Linked DNA regions of Triticum aestivum: region 1 is linked to region 2. Evidence: chromatin contacts called from public Hi-C data. All regions are on one chromosome and are shown on one strand. Each heading gives the region's core, a stretch centred on a gene start, on an enhancer-like site or on the middle of the called end of the contact. The rest is flanking DNA. Distances are from core to core; before and after follow the strand shown. Region 1 holds the start of LOC123103883 (endoribonuclease Dicer homolog 4). Region 2 holds the start of LOC123103880 (probable CCR4-associated factor 1 homolog 7).

Region 1 (5,127 bases), core at 2,560-5,059, 570 kb before region 2:
AAGGGAGTGACCCGTTAATATCAAGTAAGTAAGAGGATTTTGACAATTGACAAGGAAAAATGTAACGCTGCAACAACGCTGCCATTCCAACAGATTAAAGTATTTGTATAATACTGCTACATGAAGTTTGAAGAGCACAAAGATAACACATGGAGTACAAGTCTCGGCATTCTACAGTGTTTTCAAGACTATCTTGTTCAGTTATTGTACTCAGGTCAGTTTATTTGTAGTAGGAAACACCAGCTCGGCGGCTCCTTGACGCCGGCCGACGCCAGGTCTTGCACCATCGGCGTCTCGTCGGACGCAGCCATTCTGTTATTTCTGTGCTTGGGTATGTGTTTGGTTACTACTGTTCACTTGAAGTTCAGAGGGGGAGGGGAGAGAGGGGATGGGGTTATACATAGCCTCGAGTCATTTTCTGGGCGGATCATGCATGATACACTCCACACGACTCTTCTTTGTCAGTCACAATCGTATCATCCTCCAGTGAAGATTGCATTGCGACTGAGCTAATAGCCATAGGTTTTCAGTTGTGTCATCCTTCAGTCAGACTGTGGGTGCTACCACTATCCTATCTTCAGTCAGTCAGATTGCATTGCGACTGAGTGCTACCACCATCCTATCTTGTACCACACGATCGAAAATAGCACTAGTGGCCACCGGCCAGGCTGAGCTGAATTGATGGGGAAAGTATTGACAAAAACTGGACCATTGTCCAGATTCAAAGTGGCTGACAAGTCAAATTTCAGAAAGAATATTTTTGACTGACAGTTTCCGGGCCCAATTCAAGTTGATTTCTGTTCATAATCAGGTTTTCTTATGACTTCAACACAATAATCATTTAATCTTCAAGCCTAAAGGGAGCGACCCGTTAATATTAGTAAAAAGAAAGGGACAATGGCAATTGACAAGGAAAAAAGTAACGCTGCAAAAACCGATAATATCAGTATACTACTGCTACATGAAGATTGAAGAGTACAAATATAGCGCATACAAGTCTCAGTATTCTAGAGTATTTGCAAGACTTTCTTGTTCAGCTGTTGTACTCAAGTCAGTATGTTTGTAGAAAACACCAGCAAGGCAATAACATTAATAGACATGGAAGTAAAAAGTGATATTTCAGATAGCTAAGGTGCAGAGTGCAGACTGCAGAGTATAAGACTACACCAGTTATCCATAATCCTTCACGGAATACAGAAACACCGAACCATGCATATCTTGCCCAGCAGTTGCTAGCCTTTGATATTTCAAATTATTTTGTAAGACTATGCTAGCGAAAAACTAACTAGACGTCGACAAAGGCCTCCCGATGAAATGCCTGAATTGCATCACCATCAGACTCACCGAGAATTATCTGGCAATTTGGTAGGGCTTTTTGGAGAGGCAATATTTTTGTTTCAAGAATATCGGATGTATCCAGATAATCCTTCTGGAGCCACTCTGGTCGATCACTCTTCGATGTAAATAGCAGCAGTTGGTTGAGACTAGTAGAGTTCCTCAACACAAATCTTAGTAGCCTCATCTCATTGTCACCCCCCTTGAAATTCGTCATCTTGAGCAACTTAAGGTTCTCAAGGCAACCCTCTACTGGCTCTTCCTCTGATTGCCCTCCATCAGATAGCTCTTCATCTGACCAGTCTTCCTCTGACTGATTTTCCTCCGACGCCTCTCCCTCTGGCAGCTCGTCTCGAAGCTCATCTTCCTCTTCTGATAGCTCTCCCTCTGGCAGCTCGTCTTGAAGCTCATCTTCCTCTTCTGATAGCTCTCCCTCTGGCAGCTCGTCTTGAAGCTCATCTTCCTCTTCTGATAGCTCTCCCTCTGGCAGCTTGTCTTGAAGCTCATCTTCCTCTTCTGCCAGCTCTCCCTCTAGTAGCTCCTCCTGAAGCTCATCTTCCTCTTCTGGTAGCTCTTCCTCTGGCCCATTTTCCTCAGGTGCCTCTTCTCCCCGCAGCTCCTCCACTGGCCCATTTTCCTCTAGTAGCTCTTCCTCTGATTCTGATGGTTCTGAGCCCAGTCTATAATAGTGACTATTTGTTGGAAGCTGCAACAGAGCATAGTAAGCATTAGGAAGAAGTAAAGCACAGCAAGAGAAAGTATACAATACAATGTGCGAATAATCGCGAGTGGACATGCGGCCACGCGCGTCTGGTATCCACACCGCATGTCCTCGCGTGATTCGTGCAGTTTGAATACGCGTGAGCCGTATAAGGATTTTAACCACTCGTATAACCACTCGGTGTTGCCGTGTATTTTGCACAGTAAATGGCATGCAAGGCAGGGGAGGGGCATTGAACCGAGCCCTCACGCATTAAACCAGCGAGCTGCCAACCCTCACGCATTAAACCAGCGAGCTGCCAACCCTCACGCATCCTTGACTTTCAGCATCTAGTCGTTGTAGCTCCAGAATTTGTATGGCCACGCAAAAATTTCACACTACCACTTTGTCACTTTACTTGTTTATGAAGATTACTAAACCTGAAATTGTACTATTGTGCGGAATGTTTTTTCCATGTACCATGCGGTATAATTTGTTTATTATAATAAGTGTTTTGGTATTTGTAGTATGAAGATTACCAAACAAAAAATCAGTTATTCCCAACTGAACTTATCATCTTAAAGTTACTAAAAACATTTTATACTATTTGTGGAGCTTCTTTTAGAAACAAAATGGAGATGTAGACTCTCTCTCTCTCTCTCTCTCTCTGTCTCTCGTTCCATGCATGAAAGGGGAAGTCTCCATTCTACCAATGGCTCAGTGTCTCACAGCAGTTCACCAGCTCCTCTAGCACCTCTAGCACACAGATATGGAAGATCTGAATGCAGCTGTATTGTGTTTCTTTAGCAAAATTCCTAATCTCGAGCTGCCATGTGTGAGAGTAAACCATTGAGAATGGGAGTAGTACTGACGATTTGGAGATGTTGTTCTGTCCGAGGATCCTAGCTAGGCTAGAGAAGTAATAAAAAAATATACTAATCCATTTTAAGTTGTAGTGCACTAATTAAGTTGCTCGTACTAAACATAATATGTCGCATGAAATATACCAGCTACCTCCCGTTTATCTTAATTGTTGCCAAATGTAATAGTTCGCACATAATGTATGATGGTTAGCTGCTTCTGTTACTGTTTTGTTTCCTTAAACGTCTCATAATGAATCAGCCACACGCTCACGAACACATCAGTACAGTTTACATGTGACGACCACGGGAAAGAGAGACGCATGAGACTGAGAGTGGTAGGTGGAAATGTGACAGAGTTGCCTGCGACACATTTGTTAGCACTAAAGTGTCCTGGCCCACTATAATGTATTCATTTTGGTATCTGTTGTATATCCATGATGTATATATCTCGTATTTATTAAATGCTATATTAATCACAGATCTTAAAGGCAAAACTAATGGTCCAGATATGATCCTCGCGTGGAACCATGTCCTAAAAATCCATGTCGTACAATGTGTATTAAATAAATGCATCCCTAATGGCCATAGTGCAATCTGTTTAGCAACCAAGGTCATCTTGCACTCTAGTATCTTCACCTGCACAAACAGCCTCTCTAAAAGAGGGGGGCAGCAGGCCACCATGAAAACGTAAATGTCATCCAGGCTGCTGTTGTACATTGCAAACATCAGCAGCTGCAGCTCTCTCAAATTCCTCAATTTGCACGACGCGGCACCACTTTTGGTTAGTGATCTCTCACGAGCCTTGGCAGACACTCTCTGCAAAGAAGTCTATGACCAATGAGTAGCTGAGTAATGCAATTAAATCGATGGAATGGAATGGAATGCAGTAAGCAACGAACCCGCAGGGCACTGCTGCAGAGGGTAAGCACGGTGAGGCTTGAGAGGTTGGTGAGTGCCTGAAGCCAATTTCTTGGCACCCCTGCAGGCCAAGCAAAATCGAAACAGAGTGGGGTGCCGAGAGGCCGGAGGCGACCGGCAGGTCCGCCGAAGCATAGGTAAAGGTCGGCGAGCGCGCAGGTGGCAGGGATTGTCAGGGCGCGGATGTAGGAGCCGCTGTAGCGGAAGGAGCGAAGGCTGGGCGCCTCCATGGTACAAATGTCTCTCACCCCTCCGCACTCCGCGACGGTGAGGCTCCTCAGGTGCGGCCCGGCGGCCTCGAGGTTGACGAAATCGAGGCCGTCGCAGTAGCGCAGGTCGAGGGTGCGGAGGAGGGGGCACGCGGCGACCAGGTTCTCGACGGTGTGGTCGGAGAGCGTGACGCCGTCGAGGTAGATGACCTCGAGGACGGAGAAGGTGTGGGAGCGGGCGCAGAAGGGCTTGGAGAGGCCGACGCGGATGCCGCCGACGGTGAGGCGCGTGAGGTGGGCGTCGCCCCGCGGGAGGCGGAGCTTGAAAATGAAGCCCAGGGCCCGGTGGGCGAAGTCCACGTGGAGGTCGGCGGCGTAGTCCAGGATCCGGTGGACGCCGTCGGGCTCGAGGTCCCCCTTGCCGATCTGGAACGTCAGGGAGAGCCGGTCGAGGCGCCGCCGGCCGCGCCGCTCCAGGGACTCGAGGATCGGCGCCGGGGGCGCGTGGGTCTTGAGTCGGAGGTCGAGCGATGAGGGCGCCGGCCAGCGGTGCGCCCAGAGCGCGCGCCACCCGGTGGAGAGCGCGCCCGTGCGAACGGCGGATTTGAACGGGAGGAGGCCGAGGATGTGCAGCCGCAGCGCCTCCGGCAGCGACGAAATACGGTCCTCCGCCGCCGCCCCCGCGCCTGGATGCGCTCGCTCCCCTCCCTCGCCCGTCCGCCGCCTCTTCGAGCCGCCACCGGAGTCCAACTCCGTCGCCATTCCCTCCCGTCGCCGATCAGCCACCACCCCAGTGCTTTTGCTTCCTGTGACGGGCCGCTCGGCATTAACACTTAACACTAGTCTCATGGGCTGTTATTGTTGGGCCAGGTTTACCCAGTTCCACTGGCCCAGAACTCGGAATCTTTCGGCTGCGGGCCTGTGGGGGACAGAGCGCTTTGCCTTTTCGTCAGCCTTTTGCCATTCCCTCAAAAAAAAAAGTTAGCCTTTCCATTATTCGATCTTTTTTCCTTTTGCCCTTGTCTTCTTCCTCGCCGCTCGTCCCCTTAAACCCTCCCATGGCGGCCCGCCCATGCTCCCGCGGCTGCCCCAAGCTCCGGCG
Region 2 (5,054 bases), core at 208-2,707:
GCTCAAACCCAGTTGGCCAGAAAAAGATCCACTTTGCCCAAAGACAAGAAGCAACTAGAAAGGATGTTGAGAGGGCATTTGAAGTTCTACAGGGCCGTTTTGCAGTTGTTTGTGGACCTGCTAAACAACGGTATTTGAAAACCTTGTGAGTGGTGATGACATGTTGTGTGATCATGCACAACATGATCGTCGAGGATGAGGGTGATGATGTTCCCGCAGCTCTGGAATTTGAGAACATGGGTGATCCTATCCAACTTCTGAACCAGAATACAACCACATTTGAAGAGTCTATTCAAATGCATCAACAAATTTGGCATCAGCCAACTCACGAGCAGCTGAAGGAAGATCTGGTTGACCATCAACGGACGGTTAAAGGGGACAACAATGTTGGGATGTAATATTTAAACTTTTTAAAATTTGAACTAGTGTTGCATGCGACTATTTGTACGTGTGTACCCTTTGCATGCGGCTATTTGATCGTGTAGACTTGAAAAAAATGAGGAATGTCCAATGCATGCGGCTAGCATTGGATGTTGTCATCCCGCATCTGTGTCCGCGGACTCGTCTATCCCTGTCCGCGGACGGATGCGAGAGAAAATTTGCGGTTAGCCGTTTGAGATGACTTTACAAGGATGATAGACCAATATCACTATTTGGTGCAAAATGCTGTGATGTGTGAACCCGCACCTTTGACTTTGGTTTAATATCCTGGTTCAATACAATATATCTTACTCTTACTTTCATGATAGTTGATGATTGACATGGAAACTAAATTACCTAGAGCTATTTTTTTGTGTGTCTCGTGGCGTTGCATTTTTGCTAGCATGGCATATTTTTCTTCCATGAGAAACATGTTTCATTGCCATGGTTGTACTTCTCCGCAGCGGCGGTCCGTTTTTAGTGCCATAGGATCTTTTTTTTCACAAGAGTCGGGTTTCATTACCGTAGTGTATCTTTTCACCGCGACAGTCTATTTTTATTCTTTTCTAAGTCTAGCCTATTTTTACTCCCATGTCAATATCTTCGTTGCAAACCACGGATATTTTTCATGTGAAGAAAAAGAAGAAGACTAAAGAAAAGCGTAGAAAAATGAAGACTTGCATTGACCAAACCCAAGTCAAAGAAAACCCTCCTGACTGGAAGAGCCGAAGAGGCAAAACAAAACCAAATTGTTCATCCACGCTTGCCCTTGTTTTCCTTGCTGGTTCTTCCAATCCAGTCCTGACCTGACGTGCCGTCCTCACCTCCACACAAAATTTGGGCCCGCGAGCCCCACCGGGCAGCCACCCAGGAAGGCGCCCCTGTCGGCCGGCAATCATGCCACGGGACCCACTATTTGCGGGCCCCGCCACGTGGCACCAATCCGACCCGGGCGGCGCACGTCACCCACTTTCCCCATTCGCGTCGCGTTCCCCCCTCCCCTCTTCTTCCCCCGAATCCCCAATCCCACGCTCCTCCCCCCTCCCCTCCCCTGGATCTCCTCCTCCCGCCCCGCCCCCACCTCCCCGCCCACGGGAGCCCCGCCGCCCCTCGCCGCTCGCCCGTGGGCCCCGCCGCCTCCCGCTCCGCCGCGCCACCCAGCTCCGAGGCTTCCAGGAAGGAGAGGGGAGGAGAAGTTCGAATCTTTGATGCCCGGCACCCGATGGCGACGCCGACCGTAGAGAAGCCCGACGGGGTGGAGATCCGCGAGGTGTGGGCGGAGAACCTCGAGGCCGAGTTCGCCGTGATCCGGGAGATCGTCGACGACTACCCCTACGTCGCCATGGACACCGAGTTCCCCGGCGTCGTCTGCCGCCCGCTCGGCACCTTCAAGTCCAACGCCGACTTCAACTACGCCACGCTCAAGGCCAACGTCGACATGCTCAAGCTCATCCAGCTCGGCCTCACCTTCTCCGACGAGCGCGGCGGCCTCCCCGCCCTCGGCCCGGACGGCCGCCCCTGCGTCTGGCAGTTCAACTTCCGGGGCTTCGACCCGCGCACCGACGTCGCCGCCGCGGACTCCATCGACCTGCTGCGCCGCAGCGGGATCGACTTCGCCCGCCACGCCGCCGAGGGGGCCGACTCGCGCCGCTTCGCCGAGCTGCTCATGTCCTCCGGCGTCGTCCTCAACGCCGAGATCCACTGGGTCACCTTCCACAGCGGCTACGACTTCGGCTACTTGCTCAAGCTGCTCACGGGCTCCAACCTGCCGGACACCAGCTCCGGATTCTTCGACCTCATCAGGATTTACTTCCCCGTGATCTACGACATCAAACACCTGATGAGATTCTGCAATAGCCTCCACGGCGGGCTGAACAAGCTCGCTGAGCTGCTCGACGTCGAGCGGGTCGGGATCTGCCATCAGGCGGGCTCCGATTCTCTGCTCACCGCGCTCTCCTTCAACAAGCTCAAGGAGTCATACTTCGGCGGATTAACTGAGAAATATGCTGGTGTGTTGTATGGTCTAGGCACAGAGGGCGGGGAAACCACCTCTGTTCACTGAGTAATGGATAGTTAAATAAATGATGAACTATTTATGAGAGAAAGGAGAAACCTGTCTGGTGAATGTGTGATGCCTGATTATATCCTCTTGCTTGACACCGAAAAAGGTACCACTTTTCCCTCAATTGTGATACTCCTCAGTGAGTTTGTTTAGGTTAGATGACTGCGTTTTTGTTGTTTGATTTTGCGTGCTGAAGTTGATGGAATGATGAAACACCCTCTAGATACTGGTTAAAGTCCACCTATGCTGATTCTTCACACGTCCTCTAGAGTTACACACTTGATAGCAAAAAGAACACTTCTTTTGTCATGTACTCCCTCCATCCCACACTATAAGATCGTTTTTCAAGCAAACATAGCTTGAAAAACAATCTTATATTGTGGGACGGAGGGAGTATATAGTGTTGATTGCTTACTGTTCTGTGTTCCGTTTGAGGAATCACCTACCCCTCTTCATGGGCTAACCATGGCAGTCAAGGACTCCAATTCTATCACTAGTTGGTTCAAGTTATCGTAGTATTACATAGGTCCATGCTTCCGTACCAATTGGGTTCTTTTTGGTATCGAAATTACCAAGGACTGTATTTTGTGAAGAGGGGAGATGACCAAAGTTTTTTCCCCCAGTCATGAGCTCAGACTCTGTGTCATAGACCAGGATAAGCTCAGCTGTTGTTCATATACATTGTCAGGATTCTGTTTAGCTTCATAATTAGCATTTAGCAAGGACTGTCTATTATGTAAAGAAGAGCAATCATACCGAAATAAGTCAAGAAACTTTCCCTAGAATTGATCCCAAGTCTCAACATCATGTACTTATGTACCAGGACCAGGTCAGTAGTCTGTCTGAGGATCAGAGGATGATTTCAGATCCTACCCTCTCTGGTAGTCTGGTCACACCCATCAATCCATCCTCTTCTTTGTTATCCTCTCTCGTTCAGTCATACACTTGGTAGTTTTGAGAGCGACCTCTCTAATTATGGTTATATAAATGAACTGTTGCTTTTTATTTTGACTTTTCTGAAGGCAAGGGCATCTTTTGTAAAAGCTTTTTTTGAAAGCGACCTCTTTCATTATGGTTACTGAAGTTCCGTGTGTTGGCTGTTCATTTTTGAATTGATTTATATTCATGGAGTGTTTCAGATAATTTTCATCCATTTCCTGTTAAAGCTTACATGTAGTTTGTAGTTTCTTCAGCAGTTCAGTACACTGATTTACACTGTTCTATATTAAGTTAGTAGTTCAGCTGGTCAAGTACCTACCAACAAAATAATATCGAGTTTGAACTAAACTTTGACAGAACAGAAGTAGAATGCAGTCAGAGTGCCTATCAGTTAGCCAAGTGATACCAGTGCAACCTCCAAAATTAGTTAGAGAAGGTCCTTTCCTGGCCATTCCTATATGAATTGTGTTTGCATTGTGCTTTACAATTCCTGTTGATTACTAGTTTTATCATATTCTTCTTGCTTCTATTGCTCGTGTTGTATTGTCTTTCCTTACTGTAGATTGTTTGCCTGATACGCGGGGCTTCTCATTTTGCCTCAGTGCATAACCTCCGAGATAGGTTAGAGAAGTTCCTTTCCTGGTTACTTCTGTGTGGATCTCTGCATTTATACTTCACAGTTCTGACAATTACTAATTTCATCATATTCCCTTTGCTTCTCGTGCTCTTGGTGTATTGTCTTTTCTCACTGTAGATTGTTTGCCTGAAGAGTTGGGCTCGTCAGTTCCTTGTAGTTACAATACTGAATATAGCTGACTGTATCTTGCGGGCTTTACCATTTTATGTAGGCGCCCCTCAATGGTTCAACGAGAGGCTTAAGCCTGGGGGCAACTCAGCTTTACTATGTACCATTCATTTATTTTCTGGCTGACAAGGGAATCTTCTCTTGATGCGTTTCTTGATCTGCAATTCGTTGGTTATGCTGACATTGACAGCTTTAGCGTGCCCAGCATTATACATCGGTACATACTCTGAATGTAGAGTTTGCAGCTTAACATCTCCCCTGTTTTAGTTTTACAATGCAGGTCTCTGTGTTTCTATGCAAACTCTTGGTATGTTTGCTTGGCTTAAAGAAATAGATTCAAAATTCACCAGAGCTGAATTGGGATCATCAATATTGCTTTGCATCTCTGGTGTCTCTCCGATATTAGTTGCTCACTATTTCAATCTGGTATTTTCGTCCGTCTTAAAGAAGCAGCTTCAAAGTTCACCAGAGCTGAACTGGGCAGCAATATTGCTCTGCAACTCTGGTGTCTCCCAGATACTAGTTGTTCACTGATTTGATCTGGTCCTTTTGCTTTTCTTGAAGAAATAGCTTTGAGTTCACCAGAGCTGAATTGTGATCAGTGATATTGCTTTACAACTCTGGTGTCTCAGGCATTAATTATTAAATAGTAGTTAGATATTGTTCTTCTCCTGGTAATTTCTTTGCGTGAATTGTCCTTGCATTTGTGCTTTAATTATTCTGATGATCACTATTTTTTCATGTTCCCTTTAATTCTCTTGCTCTTGTTGTAGTGTTTTTGCTTATTGTATGTGCCTGAATAGTGCCTCCCTTTTGAACGATAATAAT

What was found. Hi-C and Micro-C count contacts between places; a contact is called where the count stands out from the background.
Region 1: a contact with region 2 is called in a Hi-C map of leaf, with 2.9 times the contacts expected there. The contact joins the promoter of LOC123103883 here to the promoter of LOC123103880 in region 2. A contact is called at or near these places in 3 of 5 Hi-C or Micro-C datasets (all in leaf).

The regions. Positions count from the first base shown.
Region 1 is chr5A:442,454,686-442,459,812 of IWGSC CS RefSeq v2.1, reverse strand. LOC123103883 (endoribonuclease Dicer homolog 4) reads left to right here and starts at 3,809. Exons shown (of 6, transcript XM_044525579.1): 1 at 3,809-3,953. It also overlaps the pseudogene LOC123103885.
Region 2 is chr5A:441,881,240-441,886,293 of IWGSC CS RefSeq v2.1, reverse strand. LOC123103880 (probable CCR4-associated factor 1 homolog 7) reads left to right here and starts at 1,457. Exons shown (of 1, transcript XM_044525573.1): 1 at 1,457-2,587. The coding sequence starts at 1,643. The coding sequence ends at 2,482.